Regions from separate parts of the Zea mays genome. Here region 2 is linked to region 1. Evidence: chromatin contacts called from public Hi-C data. All regions are on one chromosome and are shown on one strand. The core of a region is the stretch at or near the end of the contact, and the rest is flanking DNA. Distances in the headings are between cores, read along the strand shown.

What was found. A called contact is a pair of places that touch in the nucleus more often than the background predicts.
Region 2: a contact with region 1 is called in a Hi-C map of bundle sheath, with 4 times the contacts expected there. The contact joins the promoter of LOC111043195 here to the promoter of LOC100283832 in region 1. A contact is called at or near these places in 6 of 25 Hi-C or Micro-C datasets (bundle sheath, ear, leaf and 1 more).

Annotation. Positions count from the first base shown.
Region 1 is chr3:200,513,803-200,516,558 of Zm-B73-REFERENCE-NAM-5.0, reverse strand. LOC100283832 (transcription regulator) reads left to right here and starts at 1,333. Exons shown (of 8, transcript NR_181999.1): 1 at 1,333-1,890; 2 at 1,965-2,022.
Region 2 is chr3:200,707,319-200,710,108 of Zm-B73-REFERENCE-NAM-5.0, reverse strand. LOC111043195 reads left to right here and starts at 1,265. Exons shown (of 2, transcript NM_001354580.1): 1 at 1,265-1,272; 2 at 1,374-2,492. The coding sequence starts at 1,391. The coding sequence ends at 2,284.

The DNA of each region.
Region 1 (2,756 bases), core at 84-2,583:
CGTGTCGGGCCGGACCAGCACTACGGGCCAAGGCTACGGCTCAAGCACCGCACGACGCTCATGCCAGGTTGGTCCAGACACTATTAAATGGGTCGTGCCTCGGACCGGTTCGCCATACATGACCCATTTGACCATTTATATCTCCGCACGATAATGATGATCATCGCCTCAGTTGCCACCTCCTCGTTCATCATTCTACCTCTTTTCTCTCTCCCCTCATGCCTCCATCTCCGCGCCACCCCATTCTCGGCAGAGGGCGTAGGAACAAGCGCCTCCTCCCCGTATTGGTCCGACACCAGCCTCGACACCAACTCACGCAGTGACTATTGCACGTCCACGAGGACGTTTCACATCATGCACGCACCATCGTTTTCGCCATCGTCGGACATCCCGTCCGTCTTCCCTGCCTTCGCTCTATTCTTCCACCCTAACCTGCTGCCCCCGCCCATGGTCGCAGTCGCGAGCCGACCGACGCTCGTCGACGCGGGTACAGGGCAAGTCGGTCATGCTCTTGGCATTTCTCCGTGTGTGCCGTCGAGGAGGACATGGTGACGCCTGCCACACTTACGTTATCTTAGCGATGAGGAGTCCAGATCTGAGTATATTGGACAACTAAGGCCCGTAGCGTGGCAGCAGTCGACATATGCTATTGAGTTGGTGGTGGTGTTGTGTCGCTTCGATGGGTCCAGGGCTGGGAAGACACTCGCAGTCTCTCGCCCTTCTCGGACTGACGTCTGGTGTGAGTGCCTCTTGGTTTGGAGCTGCTCCGGATGAGCTTCTTTCTCCGCGTGCATGCTTTCTCCTATATATCTAATGGTATACTACATATGTCGCCTCCATATGCATAGGTCTTCGTCGTGTCCTTCTCCGGCAACGAACAGGTATGTCCGCCTCTTCCCTTCCCCTGATGCTCTACGAAACCTTGGAAGTAGGGGAGGCGAGGGATGGAGGTCTCTAATTTGCTGCCTATGATACCCGTGTGTTCATAAAAAATATTATGCGAAGAGTGGAGACAACCAATAAAAAATTTTAAGATCTTTTTGGTGGATAATTTATGTGGGTATTGTTGTGAGCCATCGCAACACACGAGTAACCGACTAATACAATAAACAGAAGTACAAAAATGAGTCCCTCGCGGCCTCGTCCCTTAAGCTAAGGCCCTGTTCCAATCTCGCGAGATAAACTTTAGCAGCTTTTTTTTAGCTACTTTTAGCCATTTATAATCTAAACAAGAGAGCTAATGGTGGTAATTGAAACTAAACTTTAGCACTTCAATTCATATAGCTAAAGTTTAGCAGGAAGCTAAAGTTTATCTCGTGAGATTGAAACGGGGCCTAACTTTGGCGAGTGGGCGAGCCGACCTAAAATCCTCCGCCTCCTTCCTCGCCGTTTCGGGCCTCGCCTCGTCCCCAAATCCAACCCTTCGTACTCAGTTTCCATCATTGGCATGGCGTCCGATACCGAGGGCATCGCCGCCCTCTTCTCGATGTACAACGACGACGAGGAAGAGGAGGATGCCGACGAGCCCAGCCCTCCTTTCCCAGCGCTTCCCGCCGCCGTCACCTCCTCCTCGCCGCTGTCCCCTCAAGCCGGGGCCGAGGACCCCAACCCTTCTGTGGCGCCTCCGTCACCTTCCCGTCCCGAGGAATTGGCCAGTCTCAAAACCCTAGCGAGTCCCCACCCTTCCCCGGCGCGGGGGCTGCTTCCGCCACTTCCCTCGCGGCGCTCTTCATCACCCTTTGCAGTGTCGTCCCCCTCCCCGCTACGGGGACCGTTCTTCGCGCCGCCGGCAGACCTGCCGCGCCCTCCGCGGCGCGGGGCGCTTGCAATCGTGGACTATGCGCACGACGAGACGGCTATGTCGCCCGAGCAGGAGGTAGAATCGGTGAAGTATGTGTTCAGTTATACTTTTCGTAACCTGCTGGGTTTCCTAGTTTTATGTTATTAGTATGGATTGCTTGTAGGATGGGGAGATCACGAGCAACACATACGGATTTGGCTCAGATGCTCAGGCTGCAGAGGGTAAGTTCCTAATTGTGACCATGTATACTAAGTTATATGTATGTTGCTAAGTTACAATACAACCAAAATAAACTTAGCCCAACCAGTTTGCAGAAAGATGTGTCATTTAACTAAGGATATCTGAATTGTTCTTATGTTACTTTCTATGCATGCTTGTAATTCAATTTACTTTCATGTGAATATTATGCATAGTAGCCATGCGCCCATGCCATAATTGTCCCTTACTATAGATGGCCATGAGCAAGCAGAATCATGGAATACCTCGAATTATTGTTATTCATGTGGTTAAATGTATGATGATGTCACTTTATATGCCTTAACTACAACTGGCCATGTACACATCCCCATCAACTAGCAGTTATTTTGAGATCGTGAGGGGAAACGGTCTGTTAGAATGTTACACAGTTTGTTCATGTCTGATATGGGTATTATGCAGTTAGATTTGATATATCTGACTTATTACATTTTGGTCTGCTTGACCTTGAACTGGTTTTAATGTTACACAAAGATGCTATATATAGTAATTTAGTAAGGACTGTGATCTCTTGTGCGTCATTGCAATGAAAAAGAAAGTAAATTTCTATGATAGTCAACTAGATTAGTGGACTGTTGGCTAGTGGTGTGGCATTGCAATGCAGGAAAAGAAAAAGGGGGTATGATGATTAACTAGATTCAGTGGACTGTTCCGGTCAAATCTTATCACATGCTTTTAGGAAAATTGTTGTGCTCTTGTA
Region 2 (2,790 bases), core at 16-2,515, 190 kb before region 1:
TGATAACTCCTAAAAAATAGTTTATCTATCAATGTAATATGTGATAGTTAAATACATCAATTAATCAGTCGTTATTTATATAATTTTTATCAGGAAATTATACATTACATAGATAATTTGTATAAAGTAATAAATAATTAAGTAAAATCATTAAAATAATTTACAACAAGAAATATATTGGATTTATACTAAATTTAAAACACTAAACTTGATATCCATATACCGCATGTTTGGTAGACTGGGTGAATAGAGAAACTGCACCCGCGGAGTTATAAAGCAGTGTTTGTTTGGTTAGCTTCTCTATGCATCCCAACTCTAGTCATGCAAAGAAGCGACCGCAGCCAGGCTTCCGAGCGAAGCTCGCGGCGAGCGTACGCGCCCAGCCAGGCTCAGTGCATGCAGTGGCACGTATACCGAGGTATGTTTTTAGTTAGTTTTTTTGTTATATCTTCTAATTAAAAAATTTAATCACCGAACAAATTTTATATTTGTGTCCCTAACATTTTTTCGATTAAAACTAGACCATATATGTTATATAATATTTAAAGATTTATTTGTGCATTCTTCACTGGTACATGCTTTGATACATACAACCAAACGCTGTCTCAATACAGCCAGATTCAATTGAGCCAAGTAACCAAACACTAAACCTTTGCATACACTCAATCAGGCTATATATAGCCTGGCTGACTGATGCGAGCCAGGCGGACCAGTGAAACGAACCAATCACGTGGATAGTGTCTCGGAAACAAATATGAATACGGATAACTCATATGAATGTCAGCTAGTCTGGGCTTCTGGCGCTAACGACAAGACAGTACACACAAAGGAGCCATGGCACGCGTACGCACGAACGAAAGGATGCACTGGACTCACCGGGAGCTCTCCGTCGCACAAGGATGCACCATCCATCTCCTCGTCCGCGGTCCGGCCTCCGATTCCCTTCACACCTGCCCACGGAAAAGGTTAAACGCAGGGCCGCGGGCCGAGGGGAAGCGCCGTTCCATGGCCAATCTTGCGTGACACCTTCCGTGTCTTTTTGCTTCCCAAAAGTTTCGTCGCCGTGATCCGATAGGGATCCACATCAGATAGGTTCTACACGCACGCATGCATCCGCGGCCGACCAGCACATCACCATCACGCTATCGAAAGCCTCGTGCTCCGTCGTCCCCGTCTGGTGACATACCGCAGAAACAAAAAAAAAAGCAAAATCGGAGGAACCATAGAGACAGATCAAGTCACACAACAGGGCCTGCCGAAAACTGAAACGAGGTAAAGGGTCAAAAAAGGCATATGTGCATGAATACAACATGTAGTGCGAACATATAGGCCATGTGCTTACTCCACTCTCTCGTCACGGCCTCACACTGCAGAGGCTTGGACGGACGGGATGGACATGGCGCGGTACGAGTCATGCTACCGGCACTGGATCGCCGGGCAGGAGGCAGGCCTCGCCGAGCTCGAGGCGGCGTCGGCCAATGCCGCCGCGGGCCGGGCAACGGACGCCGAGCTGCGGACCGTGGTGGAGCGGTGCATGCTCGGGTACCAGGACTACGCCACCCGCAGGCGCGCGCTGTCGCGGGAGGACGGCGTCGCCTTCTTCGCCCCGCCCTGGTGCACCGCCTTCGAGAACTCCGTGCTCTGGCTCGGGGGCTGCCGCCCTTCGCTCACCGTCCGCCTGCTCTACAACCTCTCCGGGGAGGGCCTGGAGGCGCAGGTGGAGGAGCTGCTCGGCGGCCTCAGCAACGGCGTCATCCCGACCGGGGCCCTGGGGATCACGTCCGCTCAGCTGGTGCTCATCAACGACCTCCACAGCCGGACGGTGCACCAGGAGAACGCCCTGTCGGACCGGCTCGCCACCCTGCAGGAGGACATCGCCGACCGCCCGCTCCTGCCCATCGTGCGGCAGCGCGAGCTCGCTGCCGCGGCACGGTTGGGAGCTGCAGCTGCTGCCAGCGGAAGCTGCGACGGCGCGGCGCGGCGGCGGCTCAGGGCGGCCCGGCTAGGAGCCGCGGACGCCGAGGTGGACGCGGCGCTGGACAGCTACAAGGCCGCGCTGTCGCGGCTGCTGGTGGAGGCCGACGAGCTGAGGATGGCGACGGCGCGGGCGCTGGCGACGGAGATCCTGACGCCTCGGCAAGCGGTGGAGATGCTGGCGGCAGGCAAGCACCTGCACCTCTCCGTCCGCGACTGGAGCCGCCGTAGGGAAGCAGCAGCTGGCGCACAGCAACAGCTTGGCGGGCAGAGCGCCGGAACGGACAACACCGTCCGCCCGAGCACATGAAAGGCTTGCCATTCCTCGCCCTTGCCTGCAGCTAGTTAGTAGCATCCCGTGTGTAGCTTGGACACCACACAACCTCTCTAGTACCCGCCTGTCTTTCTATATAGACCGATCGATCACCATGTGCATGGCGTCCATTAATATGTACAAAGTTGGTGCTTGGTGTTTTTGTTCCTAAGAACCTAAATTAAATACCGCAGTGCTTGCATGAGTAGTTGATCTCTCTTCTTCGTTGTGCCTTTACCGTGTCTACGTCTTTCGTGAACCACACGCTCTTTATATACACCGCGTCTTCCTGCAAACCTTAGTAGAAGAAGCCGTGGCCGTCTCATCTTCTCCCTGTTTTTTTTAATCCTTGTTAATGGCTGCCGCCTGTCTGCATGGGTTGCCAATCGATGGTGGGTATAGCTGTGACTGGCTTTACTAGCAGCGAGTGGGAGGCGTTGGCCTTTCAGACACCGCACCGGCGGCGCTCACCTTTCCAGTTCCTTTTTCTGTATCCGGCCGGC